Linked DNA regions of Oryzias latipes: region 1 is linked to region 2. A link is a contact called in public Hi-C data. All regions are on one chromosome and are shown on one strand. Each heading gives the region's core, a stretch centred on a gene start, on an enhancer-like site or on the middle of the called end of the contact. The rest is flanking DNA. Distances are from core to core; before and after follow the strand shown. Region 1 holds the start of kiaa0513. Region 2 overlaps LOC101168458 (protein-glutamine gamma-glutamyltransferase 2).

Region 1 (7,730 bases), core at 32-2,531, 130 kb after region 2:
TAAAAGCAGCTTTACTGTTTGTTACAGGAATTTAGTGGCAAAACAGACTAAACTGGTACCAAAACAGAGCTTTGAGGTACTCCACAGGACAGTGACACACAATGCAAGCAATGATAACCAAAAGTAACTTCACATCCGGCATTTTTCATTTTACAAAAATCTGTGCTTTTCATGTGAGAATTATCATGTGTGCTGCAAGCACTGCAAACGAAAGGACAAAAGCAAAAGGATAACTTAGACTACAATTAAAAAGGTGCCGAATTACACAGGTTTTCCTAATATTTAGGGAAAAGTGTGGCCTTCCCTTTTTCTGCTTTTTATATTTGCCAGAATGGTAAAATACGTTAAACCTCAGAGTTTGTAATGGGAGTTCGGTTGACGGCATCAGCGCGCCTCCTCCGCGCACTTGACAGCTGCTGGAGGAAGCTGCTCTGAGCAAACACGGACGGGGCTGACGCTTCCTGTAAGCCGAGCTTGATGATCGAAGGCCCGCGGGGATGCCCCCACACCAGCTCGGGGGAGGGGGACACCTCCCCGCAGAGGAAAACACCAAACAGACGAAAGGCAACGGCAACGGGGTTCCGAAAAACCAAAACAGATCCGAGTCTGATCCTTCGCTTTGCCCTCATGATCAGCCATTCAAACCGACACAAACGAGAGGAAACGTCGTGAGTTCGGGAAACCTAACGTTCTGGGTTCAAACTGAATCTTAAATGAATCCGTAACATGAAACCCGAGATTTTACGTACGTGAAACGTGAGAGCTGGAAGGAGAAAGGTGCTGCTACCCGCCGAGCCTCGACAGACGTGACTGAGGTCCTGCTTCAAGTGCGCCTGCGCGAAACACTGCAAACACGACTGCGGGGGGAACCCAATGACGTCAGGAACAAGCTAAGCCAATCAGCGACAAAGCCTCCGAGCTGGGATTTAATCGCACATTTCCTTCATAATAAAGAAAAAAATAATGTTCTATCATTTCAATCCACAGAAAAGAAAGTTATTTTTTATTATTATTACCAGTTACTTTAACACAATTTCGGATATAATGTAGTCTATTCAAACAATATTTACATTTTTCTTTTGTAATGATATTTTGATTACATTCCCCTTTAACATAAATTCCTATAAAACCTTTTATTATTATTTTTTTACATAATAAGATTTGTATTTCAAATTAAACTTGTTAACCACATCAGGTGTGGCAAACAATTGACATAAAATATTATTTCAGAGAAGCTCCAACTCCATAACCCCCCCCCCCCCAGCCTTTTTTATGATGTCCATGCCTAATATCTGCTAGTCTCTAATCTAAACCTTTACCAACATTTAATCTTTAAATAATTTATTTACTTATAACATCTTTTTGTTCTTCACATCCACAGAACATTAGCACTGAAGTAAATTCCATCAGAGTTTATTTGCAAATCAACTTGGACCCATATTTGTCATCTGAGCAGCATGTATTCATAGCATATATTCATATACGAATATAATCAGCACAAAGAGATTTCTGTCTGTTCTAATGAAATTCAGGATTTTATAAGTTTAGCAAAGCTGAAATCTCAATCTCAATCTCAAAAAATGAAGCAGAAGAAATAAATTGTGCTGCTATCCAAACCTTACAGAGTGAGTGCATCCACCAGTGCTGTTCTTGAGCCATGCTTTTAATTGTCATCCGGTTAATCATGTTATTTCACCCACATTTGTGTGTTTTTTAATTTTTATTTATTTAATTACTGTTGTCAATGACAAAATTATTTTAATTACAGACAATTAAAAGCAGTATGAAACAAAGAATTGTTTAGGAAGTTTTCTAAACTTAAAACTTGCTGTGTAGAACAGACAATTCTTAAACAGAAGTAAATGGACTAAGTTCTGGAGACTGCTCGCAGAGGTCACGGCTCATCTTTGGCAGCTGCTGCTAATTGTTGGAGCTTCTGTGGGAGGGTAAAGACCACAAAATTAACTCTGTTTTCTTTCAGCTTCTGTTTCACAGCCTGGACCAGACCCAGCTCCATGTACTCCTGCTTCTTCCAGTCGTACTGAGGCCAGCTGACTAGACCTGGACCATTGGGTGACCTGCAGAGAAACTCAATCATGTCAGGGAACAGAGCAGGAAGTAATCCTTGCTATTAAAGATAAGCAAAAGCTATAGACCAAAACTACATCAACAATTTTTGAAGATCTCAAGACGGTTTCTATTTTGTAGTTCCTCTTAATCTCCATTTAGACAAAGTCTACGATTGTTTTACTGATTTTTATTCACCAAAAATGACTGAAAGCCACGTTAATACGGAAGGTGAAGAACTGAGCCCACAAAACCACTATTAGGCAACCATATCGTGATCCAACTCTCAAGTGCGAAAATAGATTCCTGCATCATTTTTCTGCAAACCCTCTAAAAAATTTCCTGTAACTCTTTAAAGATTGCGCAAACATCCGACCTGGTAAAACTGGCTCTTACAAATCAAAATTTGACAGTGTTGCCACAGTAACTAAACAACAATGGTTGAGTCAAAAAATTGAAACATGCATAGAGCAAAATGACTCAACTTTAGCTCTTTATTGTAATTGACAGAAGACTTTTCGCTACCAGCAAAGTAGCCCAAAGGGGCCCAAACTGCTGTCTCTACCTCATCACTGAGCCCCCAACAGCTCATTGTATATTGCTTAAAGTTTGAAGAAAAGACAGCGCTCCAAATAAAAGAAAAAAAAGCAGCAACATCTCTCAGTAGTAATACTTTGTACAGTCTACAATCAATCTTCAACTTCTGCATGGAGTCTTTATCACCATCATGTCAATAATGTGGGTGGGGAGAGCATGCGTTCTGGTTATTAAATCAGCAATGAAGCATCATTTTTTGTCCATTTCAAATGTTATGACCTTACCCTGTTCGAACAAAATTGGCCCAATATGACATCATGGTTCGACAAACTCGTTCATCCTCTTCAGTGACGTTTCCTTAAAGCAAACAGTTTACAAGTCATCATGAGCTCATTCTGATGAATCAATCCAGCGGTACCTGGCATTTCAAAAAATGCTCTACAGAAAAAAATGACCTCCATAACAAACACTCACAGAAGGAACTTGCATCAATTAATGAACCAATTGTTTGCCTGAAGAACTCACACTTTCCATCACAAAAAGAAGATGAATTCAGCCAGTTGGATTTTATGTGGCTCAGATTTATCTTTGTGTTTACTGTTTGCCAAATAAAAGGTATTCTCAAAGTTCTTCCACTCAAGGACAGTCCAAATTTTCCATGGCGATGTGAAAAGAATTACCATAGAAATCAACTGGAATTGTGTTTCGCAGGGTACCACTGTATGTTGGCATATACCTGTGATTTTTATATTTCCATCCCAGAAACATCCACCAAACACGAAGCCGACGTCGTCTGCATGATCCGCCCTCACAAAGCTGGGCCTTTTGTCTTTGTGCACGTCTGCGCTGTACGCAAACTCGTACAGGTAAACCGGAACGCCTGCGTCTGAAATCAAAGAGATAAGCACAAAGTACAGTGTTCACTGATGGTTTACTCCACTCTGAAGCCTCATTTGACCCTCTAACCTATGTGATATCCGGCGACTTTGATTGTCGACAGGGTCATCAGGAGGTCTCCTATGACTTCAGTGAAGGCGTCTCTGATCTCCTCCGGAGTTTTAGCATCTTTCAGGTATTCATCTGCGATCAGGTCGTTGGCTGAAGGGACCTTCAACAGAAACACATGTTAAAGCCTTAATCAGTTATCACAAGCTGTACAAACATCCACCAAAATTTCTCAGGAGCTGGAAAATGGTTCACAGTTCACTTATTTTTTAACACTTTTTAAAGAAAATAACACTGTTTTGCCTCAATATTATAAGTGAATGGAATGTGGTGTTTTTCAGTGAAGTATGGTAGTATATAAGCTACTAGTGTGTGAGAAATAAGCAACAAAGACCCTGACAGGAGCCCAGTGACAGACTGGTGACCTGTCCAGAGCGTATCCCCAGGGATACAGCAGGTTCAGAAAATGAATGGATGGATGGACAGACAGGACAGGAAGCTATCAGGGAAAAAATTCAATAGTTTTGGGAACAAAAAAAGTTGACAACTTTTCACTTTTCTGCAGAGGGCAAACCTTAGCTGGAAGGAAAAAATGCAGAAAAACCATAGACACCCATGACTCCATCATAACTTGGTCACAACTGCATTCAAGGGCAGAATTGTACGGGACGCCCAAATGGCCCGCACAAAACAAGCAAGCGTATGACCTTAAAATAATTAAGGCCACAAATGTTCATACACATATGGCATGCTGCAGGTGACAGGTCCTGGCAAACACTTTTACAACTTGCAAGGGTAAGTCAAGGTGTAGCATGGATTTTTGCGAGATTTTGGGGAACATCCTCCTTCCCTCAGTTAGAGCTTTGAAGGTGGGTCGAGGCTGGGTCTTCCTACATGACAATGACCTGAAGCACACAAATAGGACAACCAAGAAATGGCTGCGTAAGAAGCATATCAAGGTTATCGAGTGGCCTAGCCACTCCAGTAGAAAACCTTTGGAGGGAGCTCAAACTTTGTGTTTTTCTCAACAACAGTCCACAAACCTGACTGATCTAGAGAAGATCTGTGTGGAGGAGTGGGCCAAAATCCCTCCTGCAGTGTGTGCAAACCTGGTGAAAACATTTAACCTGTGTAATTGTAAACAAAGGCTACTGCACCAAATATGACATGGGTTTTCTCAGGTTTTCAAATACTTATTTGCAGCAGTAGCTTACAAAAACATTTTTACAAATCATGCAATGAGATTTCCAGATTTTTGTTTAGATTACAGTATGTCTCGCATAGTGCACATGCCCTTAAGATGCCTCTCTGTAAATTCGGGTTAAATGAAACGATTTGCAAACAATTGCACTTTGGGTGTAAAATTTCAATTTAAAGTACACTATATTACCCGAATTATTGTCTCATCTGCCTCGACTCACATATACCGTCCCATTCCTAACCCATAGAGTTCAATATGACGTCGGTCCACCTTTTGCAGCTAATACAGCTTCAACTCTTCTGGGGAAGCTGTCCATAAGGTTGAGGAGTGTGTTCATAGGAATTTTTGACCATTCTTCCAAAAGCGTATTGGTGAGGTCACACACTGATGTTGGTGGAGAAGGCCTGGCTCTCAGTCTCCGCTCTAATTCATCCCAAAGGTGTTCTGTAGGGTTCAGGTCAGGACTCTGTGCAGGCAAGTCAAGTTCATCCACACCAGACTCTGTCATTCATTTCTTTATGGACATTGCTTTGTGCACTGGTGCACAGTCATGCTAGAAGAGGCCCGCTCCAAACTGTTCCCACAAGGTTGGGAGCATGGAATTGTCCAAAGTGTTTTGGTATCCTGAAGTATTCATAGTTCCTTTCACTGGAACTAAGAGGCCAAGCCCAAGTCCTGAAAAACAACCCACACCATAATTCCCCCTCCACCAAATTTCACACTTGGCACATTATAGTCCGAAATGCACCGTTGTCCTGGCAACCTCCAAGCCCAGACTCGTCCATCAGATTTCCAGATGGAAAAGTGTGATTCCTCACAGCAGAGAAGGCGTCTCCACTGCTCTAGAGTCCAGTGGCGGCGTGCTTTACACCACTGCATCCAATGCTTTACATTACCCTTGGTGATGTGTGATTTAGATGCAGATGCTCAGCCATGGAAACCCATACCATGAAGCTATCTGCATGCCGGACTTGGGCTGATCTGAAGGTCACATGAAGTTTGGGGCTCTTTGGCAATTGACTGTGCAGAAAGTCAAAGACAAAAACTCGTTGCACTACGTGCTTCAGCATCTGCTGACTCGTCTCTGTCAGTTTATGTGGTCTACCACTTTGTGGCTGAGTTAATGTTGTTCCCAAACTCTTCCATTTTGTTCTGATGACAGTTGACTGAGGAATATTTAGGAGCGATTTCACCACTGGATTTGTTGCACAGGTGCGATCCTATGACTGTTCCACGCTGGAAGTCACGGAGCTCCTGAAGAGCGGCCCATTCTTTCACAGACGTTTCTAAAAAACGTCTGCATTAATTTTATACACCTGTGCCCAGGCCAGGTGATTGGGACATCTGATTCTGACCATTTGGATGGGTGAGCAAATACATTTAGTAAAATAGTGCATAAGCTGGGCCTTAAGATGAAGCCTCTCCTCTCTACGACCCCGGTAGGCCTGGATAACCCAAAATCCTGCAGCACTTGAATGGGTCAACAAGTGCATGTAACCAAGGCTTTAGTTTTTTTCTGCTAGATGTTACAAGCCTATCAGTAGCAACATTTCTTGAAAATTCAGATAAAGTTAATAAAGTTGTCATTCAGTTTCTTTACAAGGTTGTGTTTTGTCCTTATTTTGTCCAAGAAGACAAATTCTTTTGAGCTCATCTTCACTAATATATGGGATTTATGTGTTATCTTAAAATTAAGTCGGGCTTCTTTACTCATACAGATACAAATAATTGAAGTTGAATTTTTGATTTGTTTTAAGGAGTAAAAGGTAAGTCCTGAATGAATTAAAAACCACAGTTAAAGAAAAATAAAGCAACTAATTTGACAGTTTTTCATGAATGAGTTGGTAGGTATTGATATTTTGGATGACTGACTCCTCTAATCTGTCTGGTCTAAAATTAAAATAAAAATCCCTCATTCTTCATAGAAACTCCAATAAAGACACATGAGAAAGAAAACAAAAGACTAGAAAGTTTCCTTTTGAACTCACCCCTGGATTGAACAAGTTTATAACAGCTAGCACAGACTCCCTGCTCATGCCTTTCTCCCACCCGGGGGGTGCAAAATTCTGCGATCCCAAGACACACACAAGGACATGAATGATTAGGACTGAGAGAAAAACAATGGGGTGGATCTGTGACATGCCCACTGTTGTTAACTTGCAGAGCGACCTGAGGCAGGATCCATCCAAACTCATGGTTGGTGATTCCCATCATTACAGGAACCTTCAGCACCTCCTTCCTGCGGAGCAGCGCCTCTGCAGTGTCGTGCAGGAAGTCATTGTCCACAACGGCTCCCAGGAAGATTTTCATCTAAAGACAAGACACATTCTTCATACTGAGCAGCTTCTCAGAGGAAAACAGAGACATTGGTGAGTAGAGACTGCCATCTGGTGGTCAAGGTACAGAAAGTTAAAAAAAAAAAAAAGCTAAAAAGTTTTTCTCTTCTTTGTTTTTAAAGCTCAGAAATCATCAGACAAAACACAAACATTGCAAATTAACAGTTCATAAAATAAAATACACTATTGGATGACTATTTGCTACAATCTATCTGCTTCAGGGGTTTCAGATTTGGTCAGTTGCCTTTTTGGTGGTAGCAACAAGCTCCTCCTGGCTTTTCCCTTTGATGCACCGGACCAGTTCTGCTGTGTCAGAGTCGCTGCAACCAGTAATGTTGGCAACAACCTGGAGAACAAGAAAAATGTGAGAAGAGAAAACACAACACATTCTTTTGTGCAGTTTTCCCTGAACTTGTCTGCACCCTGGCATGGCTCAGAGGGTCGTTTGTGGTGTACGTCCCAAGTATTGCTACTCCACTTTGAAATATGGCTCTCTGGAAGAGTCCGTCTGCATGAGGAGACAACGTCTGTGAAAAACACAGAGAAAGGAATCAACACAGTGCCACTTGGCCCTCCCACCTGACAAGGGTCACACCACCTGTCCACTAAAGCCACGCCCACATAGTTAACATGAAAACATAAGC
Region 2 (7,761 bases), core at 4,142-6,641:
ATCGGCCAATACCGTCTTGCTGTGCTAGTGATGTCACCCGATGGACACATTGTCCAAAAAATAGAGGGAGTCAGCTTCCACCTGCTGTTCAACCCTTGGAACAAAGGTGACGGGTCAAGACCTTTTTCCATCTTTTCAATAAAAGTTCAATGTTTGAATGAAATGAGTTTTTCCTCTTAAAGGTATGAGGAATTCGTGCTGTATTATGCATCATGTGACCTGAAGGGTGTGTGTCTGTGTGTTGGCAGATGATGCTGTATACCTGCCTGAAGAATCTCATCTGCAGGAGTACGTGATGAACGAGACTGGGATCATATACAGGGGTACCTCGGAATACATTAGCAGTATTCCTTGGAATTATGGGCAGGTAACTCGGACACAGTTTTACTGTGTGTGTTTTTGTCAGGTTAGCGTTCAGCTTGTGTGAATTTTCACAGTAGTGTGACAGCAGACATGAAAATCTTTTTGTTGGATGAAGGAAAAATTTTGAGGAGACGTGTGAAAATGTTGGTCAACCGCTCAAACAAGGGTTGGTCCTCTCACGACTTGCTGCAAGGACAGACGGCAGACAACAAGATTGACAGACGGGAATATTATCTTATATGAAAATAAATCACCTCAGTTTGAAAGTATTTTCTTGTGTCAGCACAAACAAAACTTTTCCATCAAAAACACTGAAGAAAGCATGTCCATCATAAAAGTACAGAGTTAACTTAAATTCACAAATAAAGCTAGAAAATGTGAATTTCCGCAGCAATTTCCACAGCTGAAAGCAGATAATTGAAGATGCTAAAATTAGAATAAAGTTCCAAAGGAAACCTGTGGAAGAATCTGCAAAAATTGCTGTGTTAAATCACCACAGATTAGATGGAAGGCATTTCTGCATAGTTCGCATACAGAGCAAGCAGTAGACTGTAGAGAGGAAAAGGTGGGGTGGGGTAACCATTTGCTCGGACCAGTTCAGGTCTATTAGGAAAATTTGAAGACAAACACTCACTTTTTCTAAATACAGTCGACGGGTCTAGCTTGAACTAAATGCTGCAGTTTATTTTTTTATTCCATCGCTTGCCACAGCTATGAATCACATGTGAGGGTTGGACAGACTTTCCTCTTTTAGTGGTTTTTGGACTGATCCGACTCAGAACGTGAGTCACAAAGACATCTGTTACAACTATTATGGTGTATTCAGACTAGACACATTTGGTTCACTTAAAGTTAACCTGGGCTGCACGGTGGCGCAGTGGTTAGCGCTCTTGCCTCACAGCAAGAAGGCCCCTGGTTCAAGTCCTGGCTGGGGGACATGAAAAATACATCAATTGGGGACCTTTCTGTGTGGAGTTTGCATGTTCTCCCCGTGTATGCGTGGGTTCTCTCCGGGATCTCCGGCTTCCTCCCACTGTTCAAAAACATGCTTCATAGGTTAATTGGCAACTCTAAATTGTCCATAGGTGTGAGTGTGAGAGTGCATGGGTGTGTGATTGTGGACATTCTACCCTGCGACAGACTGGGGACCTGTCCAGGGCATCCCCTGCCTACGCCCAAGTAGCCGGGATAGGCTCCGGCAGCCTCGTGACCCCGAAAGGGACAAAGCGGTACAGAAAATGAATGAATGAATAAAGTTAACCTTTTTTCAGCAGTTCCCAGACTTTCGCCGACCACATTTTTTTGTGAACTGATCCTGAACACGACCCGACTAATTCTAAAGGATTTGGAACAACTGTTTGGACTTTCCCCTCACTGTAGCTCTATGAATCAATGTTTTCTAGAAACCTGGAAAAACTATCATATACTGCATCACCAGCGCAGAGAAGTTAGGTCTTATTAAAATGTCTGCCATTTAAGACTGTTAAAAAGAAAACGCAGCAAAGTGTCAAACAAATATGCTCATAATGAACTATTTTCTTTCTTTGGTTTCCCTCTCATTGTTCAGTTTGAAGACAATATAATGGACATTTGCTTTGAAGTCCTGGACAACTCCAGAGAAGCCCTGAAGAACTCAAAGATGGACATGGAATGCAGAGCTGACCCGGTGTACATCAGCAGGATTATCACTGCGATGGTGACAAAATCAAGCAAACAGATTAAACAAAACCACATGACATGAGTGGATCATTTGATTTTGTAAACGTGCAGTCTGTTCCTCCTCGGCAGGTCAATGCCAACGATGATCACGGCGTGTTATTTGGGAGCTGGACACCGCCGTACTCTAACGGAGTTGCTCCGAGTAAATGGACTGGCAGTGTCCCCATCCTTCGGCAGTGGAGCAGCACCAGAGCCAGAGCAGTGAAGTACGGCCAGTGCTGGGTGTTTGCCGGTGTGGCGTGCACAGGTGAGGCTGTCGCAAACTCCAACTGTCCCCTGTGTTGGTGGTCAAACTTACCTGATCTGCACCTGATTGCTCCACAGTCTTGCGCTGTCTGGGAATCCCTACACGCCTCATCACAAATTTCTGCTCGGCTCATGACGTGGATGGGAACCTCTGTGTGGACGTAGTAGACACCTTTAACAGCCGGCAGGACAGCACCTGGTGGGACCAAACTCTGTGGTTTGCTTTTGCTTACAGTCAGTTCCTTGTGGTGAATTCTTTTTTCTTCTCATTGGTTCAGGAACTTTCACTGTTGGGTTGAGTCCTGGATGAGGAGAGATGATCTTCCAAAAGGAAACGATGGTTGGCAGATTTTGGACCCGACCCCGCAGGAAAGAAGTGATGGTACAGAACCACCTCTGACCTTCTTTTTGTGTGACAGACTGCAGAGTTGATGAAGGTTTGCTCCTCAGGCGTGTTCTGCTGTGGTCCATGTCCAGTGACGGCCATTAAGGAGGGAAACCTGCAAGTGAAGTACGACGCTCCCTTTGTATTCGCAGAGGTCAATGCTGATATCACACACTGGAGGGTCCTACCAAACGGCCAGCGACAGAAGGTGTTGTGTTTGTTTTAAACCATGAGATCCTATTTGAAACCAGTTAACTTCCAAATAACTTCCTGTTTCTGTTCTCAGGTATACGTTGACCAGAAATCAGTGGGAAGAAAAATCAGCACTAAAAGTGTTTATGGAGACTTCAGAGAAGATCTCACTGTGCTCTACAAATATCCTGAAGGTGAGGAAACCTGGTGTCAGTCCATACTCACATTCCCATATAAACAATGCTCTGGATCTTTGTTTCTTTGGTTTGATACAATTGCTGAGAACATCTATTATTTACTGTTCTAGTGTTGATTCATGGTAGGAAATTGGATTTGTCTTAAAATGACGGCTTTAGGTAATAATCTATTAACATTGGTAGTGTCACCTCCATAACACAGAGTCTTTGACACACCGTAACTCAATGAATTTTTACAGGATCGACTTAAATCAGCAGATTCTGACGTGAAGAGAAGTGGCTCTACATATTGGTTTTTCACCAATGTGAAACAGATAACCAACTCACAATGCTGCATGACAGCGCAAAGACGCTTTTCTCCACAATCAACTGATTCACGTTGATTATGTAAGCACTTCACTATTGTGCAGTGTTGCATATCTGCGCAAGGCTGCTTTTTAAACGATCAAAGAGTTAAGGCAGTCAAAAAAATGTCAACATTGAAGCTACAGCTGTGGTGAAACAGAGTTAATCAGAAAGGACAGAATTGATCCTTGAATTGATTCCTGTCTTGTATCAGGTTGAGTTTCATTTTTAGCTCTTATTCATCAACTAAATCAGGGCACAACCTCAGACGCACTTAGGAATTTCACCGAGACAGCTAACCTATTGCCTAGTGTGGCCTGTTTTCTTTATCATAGTCAATGGTTTATTGACATATGGGCTTTAAAGTATCTGGTTAAAAAAGTTCTACATTTTAAATAATATCAATAATAATTTCGGGGCTAACTTACACAGTCCTAGATACAGATGCTACAAATGTTGATTTTGACCTTTGAACTGTGATCAACGTTCTTATTAGGACTTGTAACTGTCATTTTTATTGGTTTAATTTAAGTATGACAACAAGCCATCCATCCATCCACATATTTTACAGTTACATTAGAGGGGTTATGAATCTTCAGACACATGAGGTGTATGTTTGAATAAACTCCTTTTGTTTTTGAGGCTAAATATTATTTGTATTGATTATGTTTGCATACATTTCTTGTTGGAGTGAATGGAAAAATAGAAGAAAGAAGAAGAGTTAGAGATTTTGAATAAGGGTACATAACAAAGGGGGAGAAAAAAAGGGGGGGTAAAGAAGTTGGAGTGGTAGAAAGCCAAAACAACAAGTTGCTGGAGATAAGGGTGGGACCTGTCTACGGACACTAAAATATTACTTCAAATACCCTCACCCCAAAACAAATTAACACTGACACAATAAAGCAAGGCAAGGCAAGTTCATTTGTTTAGCACAATTCGTACAGAAAGTACTTCAAAGTGCTTCACAACACAGGAAAAGTCACAATTAAAATTAAAATCACAATACATAACACTGCAAAGATTGAAAACATACATAATCATTATAAAATTTACTTTAAAAGAAAGGAAAGGGAAAAGAAAATGAAAAGAGGTGTGGATAAGGACCCTTCAGTCATATCCACGGCTAAACAGGAATGTTTTGAGTCAATATAACTACAGCTCAGGTGTTACCCAGCTGCTGTTGGGTGAAGAGAGGCAAGTTAGTGACACTAATTAACCTCTGAAGCATATTTTTGGACTGTGGGAGAAAGCCAGAGTGCCTGGAGAAAACCCATGCCATGTATGTACATGCAAACTCCTCACAGAAGGGTCCCAGCAGGGAATTGAACCAGGGCCTTCTCACTGTGTAGCAAGAGTGTTAACCACTGGACCACAATGCAGCCAAGTTTTTTTGCTTACCTGTAATTTTTTTCACAATAGGGTCCAAGGAAGAGCGCACCGTGTTTCAGAAAGCGGGGCGTCGAGTCACACAGCCGACTAATGAGAGCACAGAACCTCCACAACTGCAGCTGCTCATCAAACATGCAAGGCCGGTTTTTGGATCCGACTTCGATGTGATCGCAGAGGTTTGCAGCTCAGGGTGAGGACCGATCTGTTGTCTTTGGTGCTGTGAATATGACTGTGGGTTCACAGGTGAGAAACGACGGAGACGAAGATGCCCAAGTTCAGCTGACGGTGCTGGCCACAGGTGTGACGTACAACTCTGTCCACCAGGGGGAGTGCCAGAGGCAGATGATAAGGGTGACGGTGGCAGCTCATGAGGGTCAGCAGAGCTCTGATGCAGATGACGCTCCGATGTTTTTTCAAACCACACTGACGTCTTCAACCTTTTGTTTTTTAGGCCACAGAGAAGTGCTGCGTCTGCGCTACAAGGATTATGCCGAGTGCACCTCCGAGCATCACCTAATCAGGGTGAAAGCCTTCGCCGAGGCTCAGGGGCAGAACCAACCCCTCATGACTGTGGCCGACGTCCCACTGAGCGTCCCTGAGCTGCTCGTACAGGTGCGTGCTATGGATGTCCTACAACAGTCAGTATTTTCAAATGTGCCCTTTCTGTGACCATGTAACCATGACAACACTTGTTTTGTACAGATGATAGTTCACAGGTACAAACAGACTGCAGGCAGAGCTTCAAAGTAAAGTAGGAGGAGTTTATCCTGGTCACATGACTGTAAAGAAGCAGATACCAGGACTCAAAAACACACTATAGAATCTTTAAAACATGAACTAGTAAGTTTAAATTATTATGTAAACCGAAAATTGTGGGATGCTTTGACATGACTCTTCATTCAGTTCCACTTTAAATCCCTCAATCCTCATCCTCATCGGTCTGAAGGCTGACAGCAGGTTAGAAATTAATAACCAGAATATTAACTAACATAAATGAAATAAAATGATTTGTGTTTGAACATCTACAGTTCTTCATAAACAGAGATGTCGGCTGTTTTATATTTTTAGGAGTAAATATTGTTCCTCACTTATGCAAAAGTATTTACATTTTGGGCCAAACACCTAAAAAGGCGTTGGTGTTACCTTATTTAATGAGGCTGAAATTCTTTTTTGATTGACCTTCATTTACAAGATTTAATTTTTATCATCTAATTTATCATCTTTCTAGTTTTCTTGTTATTTTTAAGACAAAAATAGCTCTCTGGTAAGCTTGTTCTCATTTCTCTTTTTTATAAACATTATCCACAATGAAGACTGAATTATTTAGGTTTTTGATATTTTATTTCAGACTTGTCTTCAAAAAGGAAAAACCGGGCAAGATAGACCAAAAATACAAGAAAAATCTGGATCTTTTTTCTGTTTTTATACTTAAAAGGTATTTTTATGTCCATTCCTGGCTTTTATGTATTCTTTTAACCCTTGTGCTATCTTAGATGATCCCACCCTTACATTGACACGTTCTCCCTACCATGACAAAGGTGGATAAAGGTGGAAAGATTTCATGTAATCCATGGACACCAGTGAAGATCACAAATCATTGAAGAAAAAAAGGTTCAGAGCACTGTTTAGTGGGTCTAGATGACCCAACTCCCAATGGTAAAGTGCCTAGGATAGCACAAGGGTTAATAATAATAATAATAATAATAATAATACATTTTATTTATAAGGCGCCTTTCTGGGCACTCAAGGTCGCCGCACAGCATGTATACAGTTAAAAATACAATAAACACTTAAAACAACAACAACAATTTAAATAAATACAAAATTAAATAAAAAATATATAAAAACGTGAAAAGGTTAATGTTAAAGTGAATAGGCCATTTGGAAAAGATGAGTTTTTAGCTTTGATTTGAAATGTGGGAGTGTGTCAGTGTTGCGGAGGTCAGGGGGGAGTGAGTTCCAAAGCTGGGGAGCAGAGCAACTGAATGCCCGGCTCCCCATGGTGACAAGACGGGCAGAAGGGACAGAAAACTGGGTAAAAGAAGAGGAGCGGAGGGAGCGAGCAGGTATGGAGACATGAAGGAGGTCAGAGAGATATGGAGGTGCAAGGTTGTGAAAGGCTTTGAATGTGTAGAGCAAGATTTTGTATTGAATGCGGAATGGGATGGGTAGCCAGTGAAGCTGTTGAAGAATAGGTGTGATATGGTTGATGGAGGGAGTGCGTGTGATGATACGAGCAGCTGAATTCTGAACCATTTGAAGTTTATGGAGGGTTTTTTGTGGGAGACCAAATAGAAGAGAGTTACAATAGTCCAGGCGGGAAGTAACAAGACTATGTACCAGTACAGCAGTGGACTGAGTAGTGAGGGAGGGACGTAGACGTTGGATGTTGCGTAGATGGAAGTAAGCTGATCTGGTGACGCTGTTTATGTGAGAAGTGAAAGAGAGACTACTGTCGAGGATGACACCCAAACTCTTTACCTGAGGGGAGGGAGAGATGGTGGAGCCGTCAATGGAAAGAGAGAAATGGTTGGTCTTGCTCAGGGTGGATTTGGTGTCTATCAGAAGAAGTTCAGTTTTATTGCTATTGAGTTTTAAAAAGTTTGAGGTGAACCAGGATTTGACTTCATTGATGCAGTCAACCAGTGCTTATGGAGGCAGTGTGGAGTTGGGTTGGCTGGAAAGGTAGAGCTGGGTGTCATCCGCATAGCAATGAAAATGGATGTGGTGTTTTTGGAAAATATGACCAAGCGGGAGAAGGTAGATAATAAAGAGGAGTGGACCGAGCACAGAACCCTGAGGGACACCAGTTGTGATGGGGACAGAATGAGAAGTGAAAGATTTCAGTTGGATAAACTGAGTACGGTCAGACAGGTAGGAATGAAACCAGGAGAGGACGGTGCCAGAGATGCCAATGGAAGAGAG

What was found. A called contact is a pair of places that touch in the nucleus more often than the background predicts.
Region 1: a contact with region 2 is called in a Hi-C map of gastrula embryo, with 1.6 times the contacts expected there. The contact joins the promoter of kiaa0513 here to the enhancer-like site in region 2. A contact is called at or near these places in 4 of 5 Hi-C or Micro-C datasets (embryo, fibroblasts and gastrula embryo).

The regions. Positions count from the first base shown.
Region 1 is chr6:26,342,969-26,350,698 of ASM223467v1, forward strand. It overlaps kiaa0513, which reads right to left and starts at 1,282. Exons shown (of 13, transcript XM_020704187.2): 1 at 750-1,282. LOC101159009 (carboxylesterase 5A-like) reads right to left here. Exons shown (of 13, transcript XM_023956000.1): 6 at 7,509-7,613; 7 at 7,331-7,432; 8 at 6,920-7,060; 9 at 6,739-6,816; 10 at 3,571-3,712; 11 at 3,341-3,490; 12 at 2,889-2,961; 13 at 1,398-2,078. The coding sequence ends at 1,895.
Region 2 is chr6:26,211,615-26,219,375 of ASM223467v1, forward strand. It overlaps LOC101168458 (protein-glutamine gamma-glutamyltransferase 2), which reads left to right. Exons shown (of 15, transcript XM_023955994.1): 3 at 1-106; 4 at 249-367; 5 at 1,931-2,059; 6 at 2,152-2,329; 7 at 2,407-2,527; 8 at 2,607-2,710; 9 at 2,779-2,921; 10 at 3,000-3,099; 11 at 4,867-5,012; 12 at 5,080-5,209; 13 at 5,288-5,448. Among protein-coding and RNA genes, the nearest start is that of LOC101168458, 8.2 kb to the left of the region's middle. Within about 2 kb of position 5,392, at least 1 of the 8 cell types and tissues checked has an H3K27ac peak or open chromatin away from gene starts, as enhancers often do. A contact at or near this core is called in gastrula embryo, where this site is marked.